2 separate regions of the Sus scrofa genome follow, and region 2 is linked to region 1. Evidence: chromatin contacts called from public HiChIP or PLAC-seq data. All regions are on one chromosome and are shown on one strand. The core of a region is the stretch at or near the end of the contact, and the rest is flanking DNA. Distances in the headings are between cores, read along the strand shown. Region 1 holds the start of CDK5RAP1 (CDK5 regulatory subunit-associated protein 1). Region 2 holds the start of SNTA1 (alpha-1-syntrophin).

Region 1 (6,177 bases), core at 2,903-5,402:
TGAGGATGCAGTTTCAATCCCTGGCCTCACTCAGTGGGTTAAGGATCTGGTGTTGTCACGAGCTGTGGTATGGGTCGAAGACGTGGCTTGGATCCTGCATTGCTGTGGCTGTGGCATAGGCCAGTGGCTACAGCTCTGATTCGACCCTTAGCCTGGGAACCTCCATATGCCGCAGGCGTGCCCCCCAAAAAAAAACAAAAAAAAAGAAAGTTTGGGGTTAGTAGATGCAAACTATTACATTTAGAATGTATAAGCAACGAAGTCCTGCTGTGTAGCACAGGGAACTATATCCAATCACTTGTGATAGAACATGATAATATGAGAAAATATGAGAAAAACTATATATATATATACATACATACATACACATACACACATATACATACATACATACATATATATATATATGACTGGGTCATTTTGCTGTATAGCAGAAATTGACAGAACATTGTAAATTAACTATAATTTAAAAAGGAAATTTACAGTTGAAAAAGTGGATTCACCTAAGTTTTTCTAAACGTACTAAAGTTTTCCAATAACTGATTTGAGTATCAGTTTTTAAATTAAAATGATTGCAAATGGAATTGACTTCAGTTCCTCATTCATACACCCTGCATATCATGTGCTCAATAACCACATGTGATTAGTGGCTACGTTCTTAGATTAAGCAGTTCTGAGGCTCACAAGAGGAAAATGAGACCCACCTGAAGCCATGTAACAAACCAGAGCCAGAGCTCATTCTAGAAACCTGGGGAAAATGCAGGTAAGCAGAGATATTCCAGCTTTGCCCACCTCAGTCTGCTCATTCATCTGTCGATTCACTGTTCATTCAAGATAGTCTAGTGCATGCCTACTCTGTGCTAATCCTTGGGGTCAGGCGTTGATTTGCTAGGAGCAGGACTGTCAGGTCCCCGTGCACAGAAGCTCTCACAGTCAAATGGGTGGCTCTGATTGGATAGATGCATAGAGGTACTGGAGAGGCCAGTGGGGACCTGACCTGCTCTGGGGGTGAAGGGAGGTTTCTCTCAGGAGGAGACCTGAAGTTGATGTCCATTCAAAGGAACATGCTAAACACCTGCTGCAATAATGCTGTGGATAAAAACAACCCCAATCTCAGTGGCCACAGCAACTGCCCCAAGAAACCACACTGGTCCAGGACTCCACAATCTCTGGTCAACTGCCACTACCTCCCAAGTGTTCTGCTGATTTGTCTCCCCACACTCCTACCTTCAATGCAGTGTATTTTTCATGCAGCATCCATTTTACATGTAAAGAAACTGGAAGTCAGCAGGGTTGACTAACTCGGCCATGGCTATCATGGTAAGCGTCAGAGCCTTGATGTGAACCCAGCCAGTTTGATTGGTCAGTCAGTGGTAAGATTAGGGCTTTGAGATCAGACTGGCCTCTAGGTGGATCCAGTTCTGCCATGCACTAGTTGTGGCAGCTTCAGCACATGATGACCTTTTTATATTTTCAGTTTTTTCACATGTAAAATGGGCCAATAATAACCTCAGTGTTCTAATAAGGTGTCAAAGAGGTCAGTGGTAGCAGGGATTGTCAGGACACCAGAACCTGAGAAATTCAGAGTCCTGGGGCCAGTGTCTGCACCTTATTGGTAGAAGGCTTTCTCCCAAACCACAGCCTTCCCTGTATAGGCAGAGCAGAAGTGCTGAGGAATTAGCACAGGTAGGAGTATAGCCCCATCATGTCTGCCAGTATATAAGTACTTCAGCTTCCTTTCCCTTTGGGTGTAATAAATCTGAGGTATGTGTTTTGCACTGTTTCCTAGAGCCCCCCGGCCCATGCCTGCTGCAGTAACTGGCTTGATAACACACTCTTTAGTGTTTGTCTCCTCTTCCCTGTCTCATTCCTTGACTACCTCATCTGTGTCTCCTAAGATCACCTGCCTGCACTCATTTTTTTTTTTTTAAGGTCTGCTTTTGGGGAACCCAAACTAAGACATGAAGCAATCATTTGTTTGTTCAACAAGCATTTATTAAACCCTTCGATGGATCAGATGTTGTGCTAGATCCTGGAAATATTTCAGTGGACAAAACAGAATGTATCCCTGCTCTTAGGGAGCTAAAAGTCTACGGCATAGTCAATGGCAAGTAAATGCTGCCATCATTTTGAATAGTGACGAATATTGTGAAAAAAGTGCTGTGATAGTGATGGGAACAGTTTATATGAGGTGGTCAGAGAAGGCTTCTGTGAAGAGTTGATACTTAAGTTGAGACTTGGAGGATTAGGAATCATCCTTGAAACAATTTTGGGGAATATTCCAGAAAGAGAATAGTTAAATACAAAGGCTCTGAGATAAACATATGCTTGGGGTAATAAAGGAGCAAAATAAAATTATGTAGTTGAAGTGTAGTTCTGGAGGGAACATGCTAGGAGAAGTAAGTAGTAAGGAAATAAGTAGGTTGGAGAAGTAAAAGTAAACAGTAACCAGATTGTGCAGGTTCTAGGACACAGTAGGGCATTTGGATTTTGTTGCAAAGGTAATGGCAAGCCACAGGGAGTTTTCACCAAGAGTGATATGATCTAATAAAACAAAAAACCAAATAAACTCTCTCAGGTACTGTGTGGGCAATAGTCTGTAGAAGACTAGATTAAGGGGGAAGTAAGGAGCCAGCAGGTCATTCCAATTGTTTCTTTGTTTCTTCTTTTTATGGCTGCACCTGCAGCTTATAGAAGTTCCCAGACTAGGGGCCCAATCTGCTGCTGGCCCATGCCACAACCACAGCAATGCTGGATCTGGGCTGCTCTGCTACATCTTGTGGCAGCACGGGATCCTTAATCCACTGAGCAGAGTCAGGGATTGAAGCACATCCTCATGGATACTCTGTAGAGTTCTTAACCAGTTGAGCCACAGTGGGAACTCCCTTATTGCAACTGTTTGTGAGGAGATGATGGTGGCCTGGGCTGGAGTTGCAGAAGGGGAAGAATGGGAAGTGGAAAGATTTGAGATATTTTATTTTTATGTTTTTGTCTTTTTAGGGCTGCACCTATGGCATATGGAGGTTCTCAGGCTAGGGGTCGAATCGGAGCTATAGCTGCTAGCCTACACCACAGCCACGGCAACATGGGATCCGAGCCATATCTGTGACCTACACCACAGCTTACGGCAATGCCGGATCCTTAACCCACTGAGAGAGGCACGGGATTGAACCTTCATCCTCATGGATGCTAGTCGGGTTTGTTAACCACTGAGCCATGATGGGAACTCCAGATTTGAGATATTTTAGAAATAGAGTTGACAGAACTTGCAGATAGACTGAGTGCAGAGGCTGAGGGAGAGGGAACAAAAATGACTCAGGTTCCTCTACTGCAACTGGGAGGATGTTTGGGTCATTTATTGAGATGGGCAAGACTGGGCAGGCACAGGTTTTGCATGAGGATGTGTGTGAGAAATTAGAGTTTTGTATTAAGTTAGAGATGGTCGATAGGCACTCAAGGGGATGTACCTGGTAGGCAGGGGAAGTAGGGGTCTGTAACTCCAGGGGGAGTTCATGCTTTAACCCATAACACAGCAGTATGCAATAGAAATAGAAAATGAGCCACATAATTAAAAATTTCCCAGTAGTCGGAGTTCCTGTAGTGGCTCAGCAGTAATGAACTGGACTAGTATCCATGAGGACTTGGGTTAGATCCCTGGCCTGGCTCAGTGGGTTAAGAATCTGGTGTTGCCATTAGCTGTGGTATAGGCCACAGATGCAGTTTGGATTCTGTGTGGCTGTGGCTGTAGCTGTGGCTGTGGCCCGCAGCAGCAGCTCTGATTCAACCCCTAGTCTGGGAACTTCCATATGCTGCAGGTGCAGCCCTGAAAAGCAGCAGTCACATTAAAATAGTAAAAAGAAACAGGTGAAACTATTTTTTTTCTTTTTTTTTCCCCCTGCAACCACGGCATGTGGAATTTTCCAGGCCAGGGATGGAACCTGTGCCACAGCACCAACCCAAGCCGCTGCAGTGACAAGGCGGGATCCTAAATCTGTGCGCCACAAGAGAACTCCATAGGTGAAACTAAAATAATATATTTAGCCTTCCAAATTCCAAATATTATCTCAGTACATAATCAATATAAAATTATTGACGAGACAGGCTGCATTCCTTCTTAGACATCCGGTGTGTATTTTATATTTAGAACACATTTAATTTGCATTCACCACATTTCAAGCGCGTCGTTGCTGCACGCCGGATAGAAGTTATCAAACGGTTCAGCGCAGGGACTTCCAGGCCGGGAGCTTGGACCCACCCGGAGGGCACAGTAACGCACTTCCGCCGGAACATCCCGGACCGAAATCGCGGAGGAACGGAAGTTGCGCGTGAGCGTGCGCAGTCGCAGACTGCTGAACCGGGATCTGGGGCAGCTGAGAGGTTCTTCAGCCGTTAGACGCCAGTCACTCTGACTGCGGGAGGTGAGCGGTGCCCCGGGAGAAAGTGGCCTGTGCCCAGGCCCACGGGCCGCGTATGGAGCTGGAGGGGCAGGGGGGCCCCAGGAATGCGCGGTGTTCAAGGGGAGGATAGAGCAGTGGTTATGGCGCGTTCTCTGGAATCAGACTGTTGTAATTCGCACCCTAGCCCCTTGCTTACTCATTTGTGATCTTGGCCAAGTCACCCCTCTTCCCCTCCAGCCTTAGCTTTGTCACCTGTGAAGTGGCGGTGATAGAACCTGCCTCCTGGTTGTGTGAGGATTAAATAGGATAATCCACGTGAAGCGCTCAATACCGCTTCTGACACATTGTAGTCACCCAGTAAGATGTATAGGCTGCTTTATTGCTTATTTATATTGAGACAAGGCTGTTGTCTCATCGTTTTTGTCGACTGCCGATTTATGTTGGGCCCCACAGAGGCCCCTACGTTGTGCTAGGCGAGCATTTTATTTATGTTACCACATTTGATCCTCACAACAGACACGGAGATAGGTTCTATAATAGATACTATTTTTCTCATTTTACACATGAGGAAGTGGAAGCTCCCAGAACTTAAGAAGCTTCCAGGTGTTCAAAGATACCTGGCCAGGCCAAAGATGGGTCAGACTCTGATTTTAGGGTCTTAACCACAATGCTCTTTGCCCACCCTTAAAGGGGGCATGGGCTGCAGATGTGCAATTAAGTTATGCCTTTATGTCTCACCACCTCTGAGAGGTATTTTTATCCTTATTTTATAGAGGTGGAATTGGAGGCCCAGAGACATGAATTTGACTTGCCCAAGGTCACACAAGTTAAAGGGCAGAAAGAGTTGACTTTATAGCTCACAGTAGAAGTGTGCTGTTCTCTGTCACTTGAAAGTAGGTTGGCATTGTTCCTGCCCGAAGTGCTGGTGCCACATATGGCAAGTGATTAGGTTGGAGAAGTAACAGGCCACATGTCATTTTACGTGTAAAACACCTGTCATGTTCTAGAATGGGAGATATGAAGAATGTAGAAATGAATGAGATTTGTTCTCTGCTCTCTGGGACCTCCCAGCTCCCAGGGTTAGGTAGTAATTAATAGCTAAGTGTGATGAGTCTTGTGATAGAAAGTTAGAAAGAGGTTTCGGGAGCCCAGAGGAGGATCCCTAGACTTTGGGAGTAGTGGCCAGGAAAGGCTTCCAGGAGGAAGCAGGGACCTAAAAGTAGCATAGAAATTGGCCAGGTCAGTTGAGAGACGATATACCTAGAGAGAACAGCATGTGTAAAAGCTTAGCAGCCAGGAGTTCCCGTCGTGGCGCAGTGGTTAACGAATCCGACTAGGAACCATGAGGTTGCGGGTTCGGTCCCTGCCCTTGCTCAGTGGGTTAACGATCCGGCGTTGCCGTGAGCTGTGGTGTAGGTTGCAGACGCGGCTCGGATCCCGCGTTGCTGTGGCTCTGGCGTAGGCCGGTGGCTACAGCTCTGATTCAACCCCTAGCCTGGGAATCTCCATATGCCGCGGGAGCGGCCCAAGAAATAGCAGCAACAACAACAACAACAACAACAAAAAAAAGACAAAAAGACAAAAAAAAAAAAAAAAAAAAAAAAGCTTAGCAGCCAGTGAAGATCAGTACAAAGAAATCTGGTATGGCTGGAGTGAGGCAGTCGGGCTGGAGGTGTGGGGTCCATTAAGAATACGTGGTGGAAAGTGTGTCTCCATCTTCTGTACTTTGAGTCACCTAGGTTCCTTCCTGGGAGGCACTCACTGTTTTTTATGCATTCCA
Region 2 (6,396 bases), core at 3,630-6,129, 35 kb before region 1:
GCTGTGGCTGTGGTGTAGGCCCACGTCTACAGCTCCGGTTAGACCCCTAGCCTGGGAACATCCATGTGCTGCAGGAGTGGCCCTAGAAATGGCAAAAAGACCAAAAAAATAAAAATACAAATAAAAAAGAAAAAGAAAGAAAAAGAAAATGACAAACTACACCCGGCTGTGGTAATGCTAGATCCTTAAATCCACTGAGCTGGGCTAGGGATCAAATAGGGCCTCTGCAGTACCTGAAGCTGCTGTGGTCGGATTTTTAACCCACTGTGTCACAGTGGGAACTCCTCAACCATATCTTGTAAGATATTCTTCAACTTTTCTTTACTTTTTTTTGGCTACACGTGCAGCATGTGGAAGTTCATGGGCCTGGGATCAATCACGCCACAGCAGTGACCCAAGCCACTGCAGCGACAATTCTGGATCTTTAACCCATTGCACCGCAAGGGAACTCCTCTTCAATTTTTCTTTTTTTTTGCTTTTTGGGCCTCACCTGCAGCATATGGAACTTCCCAGACTAGAGGTCAAACTGGAGCTGCAGCTGCCAGCCAATACCACAGCCATAGCAATGGGAAATCCAAGCTGTGTCTTCGCCCTACACAGCTTATGGCAATGCCAGATCCTTAATCCACTGAGTGAGGGCGGGGATTGAACCCACAACCTCACGGTTACTAGATGGATTCGTTTCATCTGAGCCACGACGGGAACTCCTTTTTTTTTTTTTCTTTTTAAGGCTGAACTTGCTGCATATGGAAGTTCCTGGGCCAGAGGTCGAATCAGTGCTGCAGATGTGACCTGTGCTAAAGCTATAGCAACACCAGACCTGAGCCACATCTGCAAATTCTGCTGCAAGCTTATGGCAGTGCCAGATCCCTAACCCATTGAGCCGGGCCAGGGATCAAACCGCCATTCTCACAGAGACACAATGAGAATTCCTCCCGTCTCCCTCCCTTATCCCTAGGGAGTAAACTGGTTTCCTCTGGAAGATCTGCCCTGGGGTTTGGTGGGGAGCCAGGCCTGTGGATGTGGGTCTTGGAGGGCCAATTTCTGAGCCATGGCAGAGAGGCATCAGCCGACCACAGCGGAGGGGCAGAGCATTCCTCCTGCTCCAGGGTTCCTGGGGGTGGACTGATGGGCACAACTGATTGGCAATGGGATGCTGTGGGATCATGGACACACACACTCACAGATAGGTGCATAAAATACACATGCACACACACATCTACATACGCACACATACACATCTACGTACACACACGCATTCATCACTATTTTCTCTGGCTCTGCATCCTTCTTCCATTTCTTCCATTTCTTCTGGCTCTGCTAGCCTTCTTTTATTCTGCCCACATCGTCCCTCTCCTTCCTCCTTTCCCATTATAACCATAGAAAACAGTCTTCCAGGGAAGGGATTCTCTCTCAGGGCTCTTTCTCACCGAGTTTGCCTTGGGCTTATTAAGTCTTTTTGAAGCAGGGCAGTACGTGGGAGGACTTTTAAGGATCTGGCTTCAGGCTTTGGTCCTGGGAAAGGAGTCCCATCTCCCCTCTGATCTCTCACCTCCCGCCTGATTGCTGCCTGCCCTCCCTTCTCTACCTTCAGAATGAAGCTTCCCAAAGCCAAGTAAAATATAGTTCTCACTTTTCATAAGTGTTTACCCTGGTCTTCTCAGTAAGTAAGCACAGTCCTACTTAAAAAATATCAATACATGTATGTAATGCTGTATTTCCTTCTTTCGTCCTCCCATTCTATCTTCCTTCTTTTTTTCCTTCCTTTCTCACTTTGTCTCTCTCTTTCTTTCATGTATTTATTGAGTGTCGTGTATATGTCAGACCCTGGGTTGGTTTGTTTGTTTTACTTGTGTCTTCCATGTTTTGATACTTATTATTCCAAATTAAAGCTTTTTGATTGATGCTTGTTTTCCAAGATAATTACAACTCATATTTTTGAATGCTAATTATGTAGTACAGGAATTGTGTTAAGCAGAATTCAGTTCTATGATTCTTAATTTATAGATAATGAAATGGGGGCTTAGAGGTTAAGTAAGTCTCCCAGGACCACAGAGATAGAAAGTGGCACAGCATTGCATATCTCGGTAAGGACTGAAAAAAAGACAGAGCAGGAAATTGAACACAGAACATTAGAAGACAAAGCTCATGCTCTTAACCACCATGGGCTCCTGTCTCCATGTGGGCTGTATTTCCTGTGAAATGGGAGCCTATCTTGTTTACAACTATCTTGTTTGCACACTTACCACTGGGTCTAGCATACAGTGGATATTGAATAAATATTGTTAAATGAATGAATGAATCGTAAATTCATCTCTTTCTGCTGTGTGGGCTGTGGAAAGGAGAAGTAGGAGGGATATGGGCTTGGAAGCCAGAGAGACCCAGGTTTGCTCAGAGATCTGTTCTTACTAGTGGAGTCTCAATTTCCTCATCTATAAAATGGGGATAATGTACAGACCGTGTAGGATTTATGTGAGGTTTAAATGACAATGTATATTAATCAGCCAGCTCATGGTCCAATATATAGCAAACTGAACAAACGGCATCATCTATTTTTTTCACCCTTTTTTGGCCGCTCCACTGCATATGGAGTTCCCAGGGCAGGGATCAGATCCAAGCCACAGTTGCAACCTACGCCACAGCTGCGGCAGCACTGGATCCTTAACCCACTATGCTGGGTTGGGGATCAAACCTGTATCCCAGCACTGCAGAGACGCCACCGATCCTGTTGCACCACAGCAGGAACTCCTGGCACCTATTTTTTTCATGTGTACATGTGCATATAATACATCGTATTATGCATGTGGCTTCAGTGGGTTTTCAGTGGTATAGAGGCATTCCTCTATTACTGGATACTTATCTTGGTCTAGTTACTTGCAAACATGAGTTTGCTGTGGTCAATTTGTATATGAACCTGTTTTCGTATGAATTATTTTTTTCCCTTGATGGTGTCTTTTTTTTTTTTTTTTTGTATTTTTTAGGTCTGCACCTCATCACACGGTGGTTCCCAGGCTAGGGGTCGAATTGGAGCTACAGCTGCTGGCCTACACCACAGCCTCAGCAAAGCATGATCCAAGCCATGTCTGAGACCTACATCACAGCTCACGGCAACCCTGGATCCTTAACCCCCTGAGCGAGCCCAGGGATGGAACCTGAGTCCTCATGGATACTAGTCAGATCTGTTTCCACTGAGCCATGATGGGAACTCCCCTTGATGGTATCTTATGTGTAGAATTTTACCTGAAGGTGCAGGGAATCTACATACAATGTGGCCCTAACTATTTATTGCCCAACACGTTGGAAGATGGAGAAAAGGGGCAGATATGAGGGCTGGTTGAGGAGTGCAATGTCGTGGGTTTTTTCTGGTAACCATCACACCTCACTTGTGTGTTTGGCAACTGCCTAGCATAGTGGATCAGTGCCCAGACACACATGTCAAACAGTCCTAGATTTGAATTCCAGCCCTGCGCTACTCACAAATGTGTGACCTGAGCCAATTAAACTTTCTAAATCTAAGTTTTCACTTCTGTTTAATGAGAGTGTTCTCAACTGTAGCTACTCCATGAGGTTACTGTAAAGTCAAGAAGATACATGCAGATGCTTAGATCTGGGCCTGGCCAATAGTAAGCATTCAATGTAGGCATTCAATAAATAAAGGTGATTATATTGATTGCATAAGATTCACAGTTTACTTTTCCCCATTGATTTAATCCTGACACAGTCCCCTGTGAGGCAGGGGTTATTATGACCCCCATCTCACAGATGAGGAAATTGAGGCCTAGAGAACTGAAAGTACCTGGACCAGGGTCGATATGGGGCTAACACAGTGTCTGAGCAGTATTGTAAGCCAGGTCTCCAGAGACCCAGACCCAGAGAGCCCCACCTTCCAGCCCTCTTTCCTCACAGGGGTTCTTCTCCCTCCAGGTCTCTCAGTGTGGGACTTAAGGCTTCTCCGTATTTGACTGTGAACAGAACAACGGCTTAATCTTTAGTTTTATTTTGTCTTTTTTTTTTTTTTTTTTTTGGTCTTTTTAGGGCCGCACCCGCGGCATATGGAGGTTCCCAGGCTAGGGGTCAAATCGGAGCTGTAGCTGCCGGCCTACACCGCAGCCACAGCAACGCCAGATCCAAGCCATGTCTGCGACCTACACCACAGCTCACCCACTGAGCGAGGCCAGGGATGGAACCCACAACCTCATGGTTCCTAGTCGGATTCGGAAACCACTGAGCCACGACGTGAACTCCAAGAACAAGGGCTTAATCTCAAACACCTTTCCAATTTCCAAGTGAGGGCAGTACCCACTCTTTCCCCAAACCCTAAACAGCCTGCAACGTGCTCATCCCAGTGGGAGGGGCCTGTTAGCGTTAGTCACCACGCCCCACACTAAGCCACGCCCACAGATATTAGCTCTGGCCCCACCCTGGGAAACAGGCTCCCTCAAACCTTCTTTAGCTGCCAGCCTGCGAAGTCCCTCGCGGCTTGGTGTCTACTACTTAAACTCAAGCCCTGTCTCTGGAGTCCGGCTCTCCGCCATATGCAGTCCCACCTCAACAACCAAAGTCTCGCAGCAGTGTCCATGGTTCTTTTTCCTGTGCTGTCACGTAGGTGAGCGACGGTCCTGGCCCCGGACTGCCACGCCCAGCGAAGTCTCTTCCACAGGATGAAGCCACGCCCCTAATTGCCCCACCGCCCCCGTTTCAGAAGCTTCTCGCTGTAACTCGTGGTCCCGCCCAGACGCCCTTATGACCCCACCCCCATGAAGTCCCACACTACATCCTTCGGCTCCTGGACCCCGCCCTCCCTGTCTCTCCTGAAGCTTGTCTGTGGCCACGCCCCCGCCGTTAGCCACACCCACACATAGCCCCGCCCCTAGGCTCCACCCCCAGGTGGAGGGTGGCGGCAGGCCCAGTGGGGCCCCCGCTGCCCTCTGCCCTGGGCGCTGGGTCAGAGCCTGCCGGGCACTGCGGGACAGGGCGAACGCGGCGGCCTGGGGGCTCGGAGGCGAAGATGGCGTCAGGCAGGCGCGCCCCGCGCACAGGGCTGCTGGAACTGCGCGCCGGAGCGGGCTCGGGGGCCGGCGGAGAGCGGTGGCAGCGGGTGCTGCTCAGTCTAGCTGAGGACACGCTGACCGTGAGCCCCGCCGACGGCGAACCCGGCCCGGAACCCGTCGCCCAGCGGGAGCCGGTGCCCGCGCAGCTCAACGGTGCCACCGAACCAGGCGCCGCGTCCCCGCAGCTGCCTGAGGCGCAACTGCCCCAGACGCGCTTCGTGACGGTGCACAAGGCCGATGCCGGCGGGCTGGGTATCAGCATCAAAGGTGGGCGCCGGGGCACCGAGGGCGCTGGTTGTGGTGTCTGTGGGACAGATGAGGGCGCCGGGGTCGCAGGGGCTGGCGGCGTACCGAGGACGTGGAGTTGGAGGACTTCGGTCTTGGGGGTAAGGGCGTCCGAGAGGACAGAGGGAACCCAGGAAACAAGGAGCATCAAGGTCGGAGAGGGTTTTGAGAATCGGAAGTCTTAGTTAGAAGGCAGATATGTGGAGGGCGTTGAGGGGCCCACCGAGGACACGTGGGTGGGGAGTTCCGTGCGGAGGCGAAGAGATCTAAGACTGGTTGCCTCTCAGGGGTTGCACGGCCATCAGGGATAAGAGGAGCCCCAGGAGAGCAAAGGATGGAGAAAGGGGTTTGAGGCCTGGGGGGCTGCTAGGCCATGGATGGGGGAGTCTTCAAGATACAACCAAAGTGGGAGGGAGGGCTAGTAAGGCCTGGAGTAGGAAGCATGGCCGGTGAGGAGGATTGCAAACTACATGGAGGCACCAGCTGGACTGAGCTCCCAGATAGAGAGAAAAAAAGGACCTAGAAACCTGAGGCTGTGTACCTAGGTGAAGAGTCCTAAAAGCTGGGTTTGAGTTTCCTGATCTGACCATTTGCACCTTGCACATGATTGAGACTGGCTCTCAGCCCCTAGTACTGCAGCTGCAGCTGGGATTGGATCCCTAGCCTAGCCTGGGAACTTACATATGCCTCAGGTGTGGCCCTAAAAAGAAAAAAAAAAGAGTCCAAAGTACCCACCCTGCCAACACATAGTAGGTGCCTGGTTAATTATTGCTGTTAGATGAGAGGAAAAATGGAGGCCAGGAAAGACATCCCAAGTAACTAACCATAGTGCTAAAAAACCCTGCACACTCCAGCTGCTGGGTTCACCATTCCAAACCACTTACTTCTAAGGCTCCTAGCTCCCAGCCAAAGCAGTGTTATCTGACTTGGGAAAGGGTGTTAGCCTTGGGAAAGAGTTAGCCCTGGGTGTGCACATTTCTCTTACCCTGATATTGGCTCTGTTCCTGGTGCTTCCAGACCCTTTGGCCTAGGTGAGGGGTGACTTGGCTACCACTGTGTG

Evidence for each region. HiChIP or PLAC-seq counts read pairs in DNA pulled down with a chosen protein or histone mark.
Region 2: an H3K27ac HiChIP or PLAC-seq map of skeletal muscle shows a contact between it and region 1. The contact joins the promoter of SNTA1 here to the promoter of CDK5RAP1 in region 1. A contact is called at or near these places in 4 of 47 Hi-C or Micro-C datasets (embryonic fibroblasts, heart right ventricle and skeletal muscle) and 1 of 2 datasets of contacts at active chromatin or transcription factors (skeletal muscle).

The regions. Positions count from the first base shown.
Region 1 is chr17:36,909,319-36,915,495 of Sscrofa11.1, reverse strand. It overlaps CDK5RAP1 (CDK5 regulatory subunit-associated protein 1), which reads left to right and starts at 4,152. Exons shown (of 13, transcript XM_013985267.2): 1 at 4,152-4,418.
Region 2 is chr17:36,944,715-36,951,110 of Sscrofa11.1, reverse strand. SNTA1 (alpha-1-syntrophin) reads left to right here and starts at 4,879. Exons shown (of 8, transcript XM_003359945.5): 1 at 4,879-5,318. The coding sequence starts at 5,009.